2 separate regions of the Muntiacus reevesi genome follow, and region 1 is linked to region 2. Evidence: chromatin contacts called from public Hi-C data. All regions are on one chromosome and are shown on one strand. The core of a region is the stretch at or near the end of the contact, and the rest is flanking DNA. Distances in the headings are between cores, read along the strand shown.

The links. A called contact is a pair of places that touch in the nucleus more often than the background predicts.
Region 1: a Hi-C map of muscle shows a contact between it and region 2, with 5 times the contacts expected there. The contact joins the promoter of NSD3 here to the promoter of BAG4 in region 2. A contact is called at or near these places in 2 of 3 Hi-C or Micro-C datasets (blood and muscle).

What each region holds. Positions count from the first base shown.
Region 1 is chr10:74,242,393-74,249,765 of mMunRee1.1, forward strand. It overlaps NSD3 (nuclear receptor binding SET domain protein 3), which reads right to left and starts at 3,714. Exons shown (of 24, transcript XM_065901540.1): 1 at 3,202-3,714. LETM2 (leucine zipper and EF-hand containing transmembrane protein 2) reads left to right here and starts at 7,346. Exons shown (of 10, transcript XM_065947549.1): 1 at 7,346-7,373.
Region 2 is chr10:74,070,254-74,076,976 of mMunRee1.1, forward strand. BAG4 (BAG cochaperone 4) reads left to right here and starts at 5,277. Exons shown (of 5, transcript XM_065946604.1): 1 at 5,277-5,563. The coding sequence starts at 5,294. LSM1 (LSM1 homolog, mRNA degradation associated) reads right to left here and starts at 4,933. Exons shown (of 4, transcript XM_065947269.1): 1 at 4,696-4,933; 2 at 274-342. The coding sequence starts at 4,741.

The DNA of each region.
Region 1 (7,373 bases), core at 2,464-4,963, 170 kb after region 2:
GAGAATGGAGTGCTAACTTTAAAAAAGTCTCTCAATCTTTTTTAATATTTGAAAAAATTTAAATACTTAGCATGTATTATTTTTATGAATTTTCTAAAGAGTAAAAGTAAAGGTCTTCTGATTCGGGTTTTACAATTAGAAAAGAACTTAGGTTCATATACTGGCTTTGTTCTTTACCATCTGTGTGTTATTAAGTTATTTAGCTCAATTTCTCCACCTGTAAAAAAGGAGTTAATAGTACTAATCCCACACAACTGTTGGAAGTATAAAAGGAAATCATCCACAAAAGTCACTCCGCCTAGCACATGTTTACAGGACAACAACTATCAGCAGCTATTACTAGTGTTACTATTATGAACTCCAGAAACTGAATACCCAGTTTCTGGATACTTAGAATCAGACAATTGACTGAGGACTTTGACAAGTCATTCAAGCATGACCAACCTCAAGGCAACCAATTTCCTTTACCCAAAACTCATTCAATCTGATCAATCTAAGAAATTACATATCTAATAACTTAAAGTTAAAAGAAAAAAAAGCTATCACAGGCCGCAAGTGAGCTAATTCTGGACATGCAAATTCTGGATTTTAATTAAGAATCATCTATCCAGAGTAGCCTTCCTCATTACATGGCTCCCTGGCCAAGGAAGCAGAATCCTCAGGGCAGCTGGGCAGGGCACCTTTCTCTTTACAAAATTCTGAATCTTTACAAAAGGCTGAATTTATAAGAGTACTTTTTCTTAAGTAATGCAAGCTTCCAAGAATCTTTTCTTATTTTAATATACAACAATCTCTCATTTTCCTAAAAATGTATGGCACTGTTAGTTCATTTACAAATTAACTACAAATAACATGTCAATCAAGCGGGAGATATAAAAATGAAACCACCATATAAAGAAATTCCCCCAAAAAAGCATACTGAATGGTTTTTTTGAGAGTAGCTTTTCCTCATAAGATTCTTTAAAAATTCAGGCTGAATATTATCAAATCAAAAACACTCCAAGCTGTAAATCTAACCCCTCTTCTGAAAGTGCTCTCCCAGAGTAACACTTTAATAATATTATATTTAATTTTTCCAAAAGAACAAGAATATATCTTAAAATTCTATTTAACAACTTGAAAGGATAATGCACTAAGATTAAATCAAAATGTAGAACAACTGGTTTGAGTCCATCATATTAAAATTTTAACAGGCCTTACTCAGTATTAGAGAACAATTTCAATATCAATATGATGGATTAAAGTTTGGATTTCCCCAATTACAATAATACAGCAAAAACAAAAGGTCATTCACACAATTTAATCCTTTTCAGTATGAAAAGAAAACAGGCTCCACTTAGTTTATCTAAATTTGTTAGTATTTAAACCTTTAAAATAGTAACTATTTTCAAATCACACAAGTAGATACATTTGAATACATCAGAGAGTTACTGTTGCTTTCCTGGAGAGTGTGATCTGAAGTTTCCACCAAAAAAACCTGGTACCTGAATGATGCTCTGAGATCTGCATGCCTACTTCACAGATCACTGCACTGTGCTGAACTGACATTTGGAGATTGTATTGAGCAACCGTATGAAAGCAAAGGGAAGGGATGGAGGAGGGATTATTTTAAAAAAGAAAACATTTAACACACCCATCCTCTATAAGCAAGAGCTATCAGAAAAACCATTTAAAAATACACACATTTCTAATTGTCCAACACTCAAACTATGGAAAGTAGATACTCTACCACAGGAGTCTCCAATCCACTCTTCTCCCCCACACAGTGCTGTGCCAAGAGCACAAGACCAAGTAAAACAACCCAGGCAATTTCCTTGTTTACTCAAAGAATTGCAAAAAACACGTTGACTGCCTCGGAAGCTTCTGAAACAAATGCATTTGCAATATTTAAAAGACTTTTCATGATCATGCTGGAAATAGACTAGTTATGATTCCTTCACCCAGTATTAAATATACTTTTAACTTTATTAAAAGGGTTAAATTTTACACTGCAGCTCATTAGCATGCCGTGTTCGCAACCAGAAGGAAGAGGGAAAAGAGAGGTGGGAGAAAGCAGCGAAACACACAAGATGGAAAACATTACTACCTCCTTTGGTGGTTATGAATAATTTTATATGACCCCAAGATGCATGGGAAGAGTTCATGAATAGAAAGAAGGGGGGTTAAAAATCGTAACTGGCCCCTTCCAGATTCCTACTGATGTCGGAGACAAGAAGGAATTTATTTACACTGCAGTGCCTGGCAGCAAACATGGCTGCCCCTGCCCCCTTTAAATCTGAATAGTCTTCACTCCCTCACCAAAACCATCAAATTATGGCCATGGCTCTCCCTGTCTTGCTACCATTACAGGAACACACCTCCTCCTCCCTCAAAGCAGTAAAACCCACACCTCTCCATTTCACAACACCATAACCACTAGCTTCTCCATTCTCGAGCCTTGAAAGAAAACGCACAGAATAACAAATATAGGAACAAAAGGCTTTCCCTCCCTAACACTCCAGCAACCCCCCTGGCCCCTTCTTTTCCTTCCACTCTGACGCTTGGTCCGTAGTTCTCACCCCTTGTCAACATTCACTTCATTTCCTTCCCGAGCCCAATCCTGGGTCTCCCGGTTTCCTGAGTCTATTTCCTATCTTCCAATTGCATCCTGTCTCAATCACTTCTTATCCCTTTTTCCTAATCCACCTTTTCCTCCACTTCCATTCCCTCAGAGCTCCCTTGGGGCCTTGTCTCTCCATCACATTCCTTCTCCTTCCTCCAGACTCTCCTCTAGTTCACACACTCCACCCCCAAACCTGCCTATTTCACAGTCCGCCCAGGTCTCCCATCTCCGAACCCAACTCTCCTCCTCGCTCCCGGCCCCCTCCCCCGTTCCATCTTTATCCCCGCCCCCATCCCACCTCTACTCCCAATTCCCAGCTCAGCGCCACTCCATCCCTCATCCCAGTCGCTACCTCCCCAGCCCCACCTCCCAATCCCCTCCACACCCCCACCCTGCCCCATCCTTCCACACCCCCCTCGAGCCCCTCCGGGCCACCCAGTGGTCCTTCCATTCCTGCTAAGGTCTTTCTCCCGACCCGGGTCCCATTCCTAGGTCGCCCCTTCCTCGTCGTCCCCTCCACAGTCCTCCCTTCCAACACATACACACACCCTCACACACTCTTTCTCTCACACACACATACACGCGCGCATTCACTTTACCTTCAGTTTGTTCCATTCTAACCCCCCGGCCGTGTCAGTAGGATCAAAGGAGAGACACGGAGGCCCGGAGTGGGGCTGGGGCGCGGGCAGCCGCCGGGGCCACGGCGGGAGGAGGCGGAACCAAGCTAGGCCTCATGAAATCCCCGGGCTAGATTTCCCCCGCGCCGGACGCCTCTGCCATGGCCGGCCGGCACCGAGGAGGGGGCCACGGCCGGGTCGGGCCGGGGCCGGCCGCGCAGCGAGAGGAGGAAGACTGTGGGCAGGAGGGTGGGCGGCGGAGCCGGAGGGATGGGGGTCGCCGCGCAGCTGCAGCTCCCACAGGCGAGCCCGTGGCTGGCGGCCGGGCCGGGGCAGCAGGGTCCTCGGTGCTCGACGCGGCCTCGCGCGCCTCTCCGCGGGCGATCAATGTGGACAGTCCCCCTTGGCCTCGGCCTCCGCCTCCGTCCTGGCCGCCCGCTGCCGCCGCCCGCTCCCGCCGCCGCCGCCGCCGCGCACAAAGCCCCCCCTACTCCGACTCTCCGGGCGCCGCCGCCGCCGCCGCCGCCAAATCCTCAGCCGCTGATTGGCCGCTGGCCGCGGCTCCTGCCGGGAAATGCAGTCCGGGGCTGGGGGCGCCAAGGGCCGAAAGGAGGAAGAGGCTCGTCAGCCTGTGGAGAGGAGGGGCGGGGGTGGGGGTGGGGGGAGCCAGAAACGCGAGCCGCCCGGCGGAGTCTAGACGAGAAGTGAGACCGCAGGCGATCCGGGCGGAGAGACAGGAAGGCGCGATGCGAAGGCCGAGTGAAAAACAAAACAAAACTAGAGGACGGGGTGGAGGTTGGGCCTGTGAGGCCGAAGTGTGCTCGTGCGTGTTCCTTAATGCTTGAGGAAATAACAGCGTCTGTCAGTCACCCGACGGCGGGACTCCGGGGTGACACCGCGAGGCCGTCCCCAGACCTTAGAAATCCCCCTGCAGACGGGCGCCCGGTTGATAAAGATGAGCGGGGGCGGAGGGGCGGGGAAGGGGACAGAGATGTCTGTGCCTCCCTGACTGGCTCCCGCCCGACCGCTGTCAAAGAAGAGCTCCGCGTCCCACCCGGCTGTCTCAGACCGGAGCCCGTTGGGGGCCAGGCCCGGACGGCAATTCTCCTCAGACGCCTCCCGGGCAGGCCTCGGGCCCCCGCACGCCCGCTTCCTGCTCGCCCCGCGGGCCCGGAGGCTTGTGGGTAACGGGGGGAAAGGCGGCGCAGCCCGCACCCCGACCCCGAGGGCTCCCAAGGGCTCCCCGCCCATCACGTGCCGGGCCCTCGCCTGCTCGCCGGCCACACCTCCGCTTCGAGGGATGGGGGCGTTGGTACTCGTCCAGGCTCACGCATGCTGGAAGGAGAGGGAGGAAGCGGGAATCGAGATTCTCTGTTACCCTGTATCCACTCACCCACCCACCCCCATGCTAGGAAACTTATGTGAAACAATAGAAGGTCTCAGGTGCGTGACACGGTAAACGAGTCTTGCAGGAGTGTGACGGTTTGGTGATATTTCCTGGGGCCTGGGGATAATGACTTAGGACGCGGCAGCGCAGACGTGAATGTACAAAGGAAACACAGGCAGTGAGATGAGGAAACCAATACTCGGTTCCGAGAATCATGAAGTCATATCACCCACTAGACGTTAGACTCTCCACCGACGTTACAGTGCGGGACCTATTTGGTACTGTTACGGGCAATTCCTGCTATCTTTTTCTGTAAATACCACTTAAACAGGAAATTTAAAAAGTCCTACATATCAATGATTTTCATGGTTACTAACTATGGATTCGTTTTTAAAAAGAACCACCCTGTTAATAATGCTAAATTACGATATTCAGAATTAGGATCTCCATTACTATCCTTAACTATTTATACACCTATACTTGTGTGGTTGCTATGCTTGTGATACCAGAAGTTAAATGAATCAATAAAAGCACATTTTCTTTGTTTTAAATGTCTTTTTAGAACACAAATCTCCAAAGGGGATTTGTGAACTTATTTCAAATGTTTGATTCTACCTCCTGGAAAGAGAGGTTAAATTGGTCTTTTTTTTTTCTTTCCTAAGATCCTTTCTACCTCCATCTTCTTTTCCATCTTCCTGTATCTTTCTTGCTTTGTTGATAAGCCGTTTCCTTGGCCTGACACTTGGATTGTCCCTTTGAGGAGAATGTGGAAAATTATTCCCAGGGATTTTATTTTAATCTGCTTCTAAAGCTGTGCTGTCAAGAGTTTAAATTTATGTGAAGTAAATGCACAGTCTTTTCCTGCATAAGATATATATTGTCAATAATATTTGGTCTGGAGCCATATTTAGAGAAATAACTTAAAAATAATAATTTCTATTTTTAGCATCAAACGAGGTTCAGAGCATGCTTTCTCTTCTTCATAGAAAGTAAGCAAATAGCTCATTAAGAAAGCAATTTACAATTCTCAGGGCCAAGGTTAGGGAGAAAAAAATTGTTTTTCTCTTCTGAAGATTATATTAAGAAGCTCATTACATGATAACTTATCCTGAAAGTAAAAAAAAAAAAAAAAAAAAAAACCACCAGGTCTGGTAACAGAAGGCAGACACTGCTTTGAACCAATGGATTTCAATAAGGAAGATTCTTAACCCTTCCTTTTTAAAATGGGATTGCTGACATATGGCCATGGTAGAAAGTCTAGCTCATCTTTCAAATACTGGGTTTGGAATAGCTCGTCTGGTTTATGAATACTTAATGATTTTCACTGTGCCTGGTTGTAAATGAATACAATGCATGAATAAGAATAATTTCCCGGTATAAAATGTCTCCCAGGGAACTGAGAGGAATATTTTTGCATCTTTTATGATCTTTTCCAGAAAAGTACATGTGCATGATAATGCAGTGATTAATTTATGAAATTAATGTGAAAAGTGTACCTACCTAGCCTTTTAGAGTTCAAAATTTACCATTGGGAATTTTCAGGGAAAGAAAGGTACAGAAACCAAAGCTTTATAGATTTTAATTCTAGAAAACAAGAGACCATGAAGGGAAGCCTTTATGTGGAAAGTTGGCTATCAGACATGCACAATGGGCCCTCTAGTGGCCACACCGAAAAGTTTTGCCCATTTAACATAGTTGATCTATTTGGTTATTAGCTAAAAAAAAAAAAGCTTTGTGGATTAAAAGCTGCCTTCATTTTTTTTTAAAGAATTAAATTTTATACCCGTCAGCTTTTATTCTTACAAATGCGCAGCCCAGATGAATAAAGTTTGTGGTCAGTCACATGTTAAGAGAAGCCTTCGTGTGAAAGCGGTTCCTTCCTGTCTGGTGTTATTCAAAGGAGAGCCACCAAAATTGTGTTTTCCTTCTAGAGTCAGATAAAATGGATGGGTAGAGATAACTGGGGAGAGAAAACATTTTTACATCTTTCACGTTCCAAAAATGACTCAGTTCCCCAACCTAGGAAATGAAGTGCCCCCAAACTTGCAGTGCTAATGTAACCGCACAACTACTATAATATACATTTTAAATACTGAGATTTCTACACTATTGAACATAAACAGTGTTTGCTAGGAGAATATTAATAAAGCAGTTTTCTTTAGTGGAGTTCATATTTCCATATGCAGATTTCACAATATTCCAGTTTTTGACCCTAGAGATAGGAGAGGAATGTTTTCCTCACCATTCCCGCCCTTTCTGCCATTCCCTCTCCCTGCTATTTTTCCCCGCCCGCAGTTGCGGAGTTGGAAGGTGGAAGGGGAGACTCGAAGTGATGTAATTGGTGACTCCCAGATGGTTACCATGGCGACTATCAGGCATATTACGCTACTGGTAGAATAAGAGCTTCTTCCATCTAGTCTTCAAGAAAGGGTTTTGGCGGTGGGGGAGAGCGGACGGATGTGAATCCACAGCCTACAGAAGACGGGCAGGCAGGGTTGAGCCTCCCAGCACAGACAACTCCTTGAACAAAACCCCGTAGACGAGTCGTTTCGACGGTGGGAACTGGACTTCGCTGCCTCCTAGGCTGCCACCGCGAAGGACGCCCTCGCGCCCCAGAATCTGCGAGCTGACTGGCGGGTGGTGTCGTCACTCACAGTGACGTGATGGCGGAGGAAAGAGGTGGAGCCATAGAGACTTGGCTTCTGGCCCTTCTAGCTGGGGGAGCCGGGGGTGGAGGGGTATTGGGAAGGCACTGGAGGACTGAGGC
Region 2 (6,723 bases), core at 4,027-6,526:
CATGTTCTAGTAGTGAAACCAGTTTTAGAAATAAAACATAAGCTTGTAAACACAAGCTTTCAAACCACCTAATTGTAATTTAGAAAACAATGATGTAGTGACTTAAAACAGTATTCATCATGCCAGGTACATGAAAAAAGCTGCAGATAAACTTCAATACGAAACAGCACAAAAATACAGTGGGCAGCTCTTATCATCCAGAGTATGGGATGGAAAAAGCCATCATGGCTCTTATCATCATGGACTCATGATAAGTCCATGAGTAATACATACCAAATTGATCAATGCTTCTCAAAAAGCCTATAAGTGTCCTTCCATCTCGAAGCAGGACCAAGTGCTTTTCTGGGGAGAGGAAAAGAGATCTTTAAAAAATGAACTGTTAGCTTCAGCCTGTTTATAGGGAAACAAAAACAGAGTTAATAGCAGATTAAGCTTTACCACTTCCTCTTACAGAGCACTTAAAGCAGAGTTCATTGAGAAACTAGAGGGATGACCACAGGAGCTGGGGACTAGTTTAGATGAGAAGATGGGTGGTGAAAAGAATCTAAGAGGGGCAGCAGAGCGGGGAAGGTCTGGGGACGCAGTCAGGGGGCCCAACGGACTGGCTCCAGATGCTGGTGCTTGACAGTTAAACCCTGTCAGCATCACGTCAGTTTCTATAACTGCCAATTTGGACATTTAATCTAGGTGGTCTTTATGATCTTAATTTTCCAAAATTATTTTCCCCTCAACTTAGACAGAGAGTCTCTATTTCACACTCTGGAATCAGAGACGGTTTTAAATAAAAACAGTACCAAAGACACGTGAAATGAGGATGCTGATAATAAAATCAGAGCAAAAATTCAACAGAATGTATTGAGGGCTATGTGCTGTTCTGGGGCCTAGACATATAGTACAGAATAAGACTCAGAGTCACCAACCTCATGAACTTATAAGCCTGGTGGAGAAAAGCAAACACACTTTTAAAAATGACCTATGGTGATTAGTCTAGCAGAATAAAAACAAGATAGCAGAATAATATGAGAAAGGGAGGGGAAGAAGCTATAGAAGAGAGGGTGGTGGGGACTTCCCGGGTAGTCCAGTGGCTAAGACTCCACACTCCCAATGTAGGGGGCCCAGGAACAAGATCTCATATGCTACAACTAAGAGTGTGCATGCTGCGACTAAAGATACCATGTGTTGCAACTAAGACCTGGTGTAGCTAAGTGAATAAATAAACATAGGGAAAAAAAAAAAAAAGAGAAGGTGGCTAGGGAAAACCTTTCTGAAGAGGTGACTCTGAGCCGACAATGAAGAATGACAGTAAGCCAGTCACTAGAATAGCTAGCAAAAAATCACTTGTCTTTAATGCCATGCATAAAGTACTTTCTACATGCAGAACTTGGACCATAAAGAACGCTGAGCACCAAAGAACTGATCAAGATTCTGAAGAGGACATCAAACCAGTCAATCCTAAAGGAAATTAACCCTGAATATTCATTGGAAGGACTGATGCTGAAGCTCTGATACTTTGGCCACCTGACGCAAAGAGCCGACTCAATGGAAAAGACCCTGATGCTGGGAAAGACAGAGCACAAGAGGAGAAGGGGGCAAGAGAGGATGAGATGGTTGGATGGCATTATCAGCACAATGGACATGAGTTTGAGCAAACTCTGGGAGACAGTGAAAGACAGGGAAGCCTGGCGTGTTATAGTCCATGGGGTTGTAATGAGCTGGTCAGCACTGAGTGACTGAGCAACAAGATGCAGAACAGTGCAATAAGACAGTGAGTCTTTCCTGAAGGAATTTACAGGCTTTTTTTTTGGCTATAATTAAGTACCACAAGAGGGCAAATCTTAATTACATGAGAGTGGCAGAAACTGTTATCTAGCTGGAGGTATCTGAGTTGGACCTTAAAGTGAAAGTGAAGTCGCTCAGTCGTGTCCAACTCTTGGTGACCCCATGGACTGTAGCTTACCAGGATCCTCTGTCCATGGGATTTTCCAGGCAAGAGTACTGGAGTGGGTTGCCATTGCCTTCTCCAATGGACCTTAAAAGGTAGATAATTTTTGGCCATGGGAAAAGTGACAGGGACTGGGAAGAGTGACAGGGTCTGGGAAGAGGAGGGAAATCTGTAATTGAGGCAGTAGAAAAGGGAGCTGTGTGTCCAAATGTGTGGCTAAAAGTTGAGGGTGTGAAGGGAATAGGAGATGAAGTCAGAAAAGTACTGGGAGCAGGCTGAGTTTGGATGTGACTTCATGGGGAACAAGACAACTCTGAAGATTCAACTGGCAGAAAAGAGAGAATGGTTTTGAGGTTATGACCAGAGTCTGAGACATGAAGAAGAGACCTGAACCAGGGCAGAGATGAGAAGGGAAAGGATGAGAGGATCAAGACACTGCAGTTATAAGGGATGGAATTGGTCAACCAAGTGCGTTTGTATATGTGGATATGTTTGTGAGTGCGTGGGAAGCTGAAGAGATGGGTTAAAGATGGTGCAGGAATTTTGAGTCATCCTGTCAGGGAGGACCATGTACCAAAAGTTAGGAGTGAAAGAAGCAAGATCCCGTGGAAGGTGTTTTGTTGTTATGATTTTCAAGTGGTATCAAGACACCTGTGCAGAAATGTCAGCTGCAACTGGAGATGTAAGACTGGAAGGCCAAAGAAGTCTGGAACGGAGCAATTTTCAGTATGTCCACAAAGAGGTGATATCATTATTAAAGTCCAGGAACTCTTTTAGAGATTTAAAGAAAGCAGCAGCCAAAGATGGAACCTAGGAGTCCATCTATTTTAGGAAACAATAACTGTTACAGAGATAAGAAAATCAAGTACCAGTGCTGCAGAAATCAAGAAAATAAACAATCATATGATAATGGTATCAGTGTGCCAAAAAGAGGAAAAAATGCATTAGACAGATGTTTCAGTAGTGTGTTGACAAAAAAATCTGATTGTAGGGTGATAGAGGTGGTCTACTCCAGGTAGCCAGGAAATAGAGTTAAAATGGGAGATGATTTAAGAGGTTTGGGGGTACAGATGTGAAAAAAGGAATGGGAATTTGATGGTGAAATATAACTGAAAAAAATATGACAGACAAGTACATGAGGGGGAGCAAGAGATATGAGAGAAAAAGGCTATTAATGGATTCCAGAAGCAGCTGGAAGGATAGAGAAATAACACACAGACTGAAAGGGAGGAACTGAGGAACTGAGATGAGAGGATGGGTGAAAATACAGAAAGACTGAGGAGAGAGAATGCAACTGTGTGTGTGTTGCAGTGAAGGCTGCATATGAAATGATTTGAAACCACTCAGTAAAGGAGGGGCTTGGAATCTGCAAAATAGAGGTTAGAGACTTGAGAAAAACAAATATTTTTAGTAGAATGACAGGATGTGCTAGGGATCTCAAATAACTCAGATACATAACAAGAGAGGTGAGGGCACCATCCTCAGACAACTAGAATTAAAGATTTCATTACATGTTACAGACAGGCCTGTACAGTGGTTATTCACACAGAAATTTGATCCAAGCTACACTACATTCCCTTCAGTAGCAAAATCACTAATTTGGATGTAAAAAGTGATTTCAGACGATAGCAAGAGGATTTCATCACAAATTCACTCTTTACATACACAGTAACTGCAGATTGCTCAACTTGTTTGGAACTGTGTGTAACTGTTTCGCAGCAATTACAAGTCAATGAGACAGATCACACAATTGGCACAACTTTAAAAATGTTGTTTTAGGTGTAACTCACAGATGAGAGTTTGGAAAAAGGAAAGACAACTGATACAACCGAGCTCTTCTTCAGGATAGTGACTGGGAATAAGGGAGGCCTTAACAGCAAAAGAAAACTAAAGGAAAAAAAAAAAAAAGTAAGTTTGAAGTGACTCAGTCTTTCTGGAAAAGTCACTACCTAGTCTGAAAAGCTAAATACTCCCAAACGGTAAAAGACTGCAAACGGCCACACAGTATAAACCTTACGTTTAGTGCTAATTAAGTCCAACTGATGTTGTATTCGGAGAAGTCAATGGCACCCCACTCCAGTACTCTTGCCTGGAAAATCCCATGGATGGAGGAGCCTGGTAGGCTGCGGTCCATGGGGTCGCTAAGAGTCGGACACGACTGAGCGACTTCCTTTCCGTTTTCACTTTCATGCATTGGAAAAGGAAACGGCAACCCACTCCAGTGTTCTTGCCTGGAGAATCCCAAGGACGGGGGAGCCTGGTGGGCTGCCGTCTTTGGGGTCGCACAGAGTCGGCCACGACTGAACCGACTTAGCAGCAGCAGTAGCTGTTGTATTACTATTTTCGTTTCTGCAAGAATCCTTTCTCTAAGAATTCTCATTCATCCACCCAGTAATCACCTGATATTTCGAAATACCACAGGTGAGAGACAATGGACCGGGGAAACGGTAACCTTCACATGTGAGCTTCAGCAGCTGCATCCCTGAAAAGCAGAAATGAATTCTACAGCTTGCCCGGGGGACCGGTGGAAGCTGCGAGAGAGGGGATACAGGGAGTAGGCGAGAAAGTGGCAAACGGTGTGTCCCGTGACTCAGGCATCCTCCGGAGGATGCCAACGCCGAACGTCCAGAACTGCACTAAAAACAAACCGCCCCCGGCCCGGCCTCATTCTATCGGCTTCCTCCTTAAGAGGCACCCTCCTGGGAGGAAGGGTCTCACCCCAGACTTTCACTCTGAGGAGATGAGCTACTCACTGTCGATGTCCTCGATGAGGCTGGCGGTGCCGGGCATATAGTTCATTTTGAGTAGAGACAGAGCTGCAGTGTATAGCGGCGGTGGGCCAGCGCGTCCCACACCTCTTTCCTCCTTACCGCGGTCGCCACCTCTGCGGGACCGGGACAGGAACCCGGACCCGGACCAACGCCGCCGCCCCGGCTTTCAGTAGCCGGGGCCTGCAGGAAACGCCGCCATGTCGCCCCACCCACTTCCGGCATCACGTGCCCGCCCTCAGGAAGAGGTGGGACCGTTCATGTGGTTACCCCCGCCCCGGGATACCTTTTGCATATCCCTGACGAGAAGGGGAAGAGGAGTCTAGACTGCACAGACAGTGCGGAGGTGTGTTCTCCCTTTTAGGAACACTCGTTCTCCTGCTTCCTAGACCTCAGAGTCACGGACACCGCCCTCGGCCTCTCAGGACGCGGAAGCGGAGGGGGGCGGGATCCGGCCTAGGATTGGCTGTTGCAGGCCGACCCCCTTTCCTTGCGGTCCATTCGCGCTCCCCCGCCGGCGCCTGCGCGGTGGGCCGGCCGTGGGGGGCGGGGGGGCGGGAAGCGCCTGGGGGCGGCAGAGCCCATGTCGGCCTTGAGGCGCTCGGGCTACGGCCCCAGTGACGGCCCGTCTTATGGCCGCTACTACGGGCCTGGGGGTGGAGATGTGCCGGTGCACCCGCCTCCGCCCATCTACCCCCCGCGCCCCGAGCCTCCCCAGCCTCCCATTTCCTGGCGGGGGCGCGGGGGCGGCCCGGCGGAGACCACCTGGCCGGGGGAAGGCGGAGGAGGCGATGGCTACTACGCGTCTGGAGGCGCCTGGTCAGAGCCGGGTCGTGCTGGCGGAGGCCACCAGGTGAGCTTTGCGCCACCGGTCCCCGGGGTGGGGTGGGGGGGTCCGATAGGGGAGTCTTTGGGGGTGAGGGCCATTGGGATTGATACAGCTCCCAAGAGTTCGTAATGAATTGGGTTTCGTGCGTTTTCCTATTACGGCTTTGGAGAGACAAGAGACTAGGATCGTGGGTGGGGGTATATACTTGTGTTTTCTCTACCCCTCCTGCTGTGCTTCAGCCGTAATAAATGTCTTCTTACCAGGAAAAAAAAAACTGCGCTGAACCTGCTAAGCTGAGTAGCAGGCTGTGAATCTCTCATCTGGGGGACGAGGTTGGGCTGGACTGACCTGGCTTTGCTTTTCCAATCCTAACAATTTATCCTGCGTGGTTCGTGGGGGCCGGCTCTCTCCGAGGAGGGAGGTGGCCGCAGCCCCCTCCCGCTGGGAAGGAACGCGAAGGAAAGGGAGGGACCTGGGCATTTAGCCCTTTGCCCCTAAAGCATTGCCCGGCATTGAATCACCGGTCATCATTACTGTTGGAAAGCACCTATCCGTGGGTTGTATATAATCGTAACGGTGACTGCGACGTAGATGTCATCACAGGGTTCCTGTTTTACGATGGAAGAACTACTGGCCGTGAAAGGTTAACTCACTTGCTCAATATATTCAGACCTCTGACATTTTATTTTGTGTCGTCGTGCCGGAAATATACTTCTGTTTTGTTAATGCAATATTCGTCGTAGAGGATTACGGTTCTATGGTGAGGGCACACCTGTTCTTGTCTTCAGGAATTATAACATTCTCATTGGTTGAAATTTAATAATGAAATTCCCAGACATTGCTGGTGGAAATGTAAAATGGTTCAGTGTTTTGGAAAACGGTTTGGCAGTTCGTAAAAACGTTAAGTGTACTGTTAGCAAGCCTGCTGCTAGATATATACCCAAGAGAACTGAAAACATGTCCACATAAGAACCTGTACACACATGTTCATAGCAACGTTATTTATAATAGCCAAAAAAGGGAAATATCCCAAATGCTCATCAACTGAAGAAATGATAAAAATAGTATATTCATACCCCTGGAGGGAATGGCAACCCACTCCAGTATTCTTGCTTAGAGAATCCCCATGGACAGAGGAGCCTGGCGGGTTCCAGCCCATAGGATCGCAAAGAGTCAGACGGCAC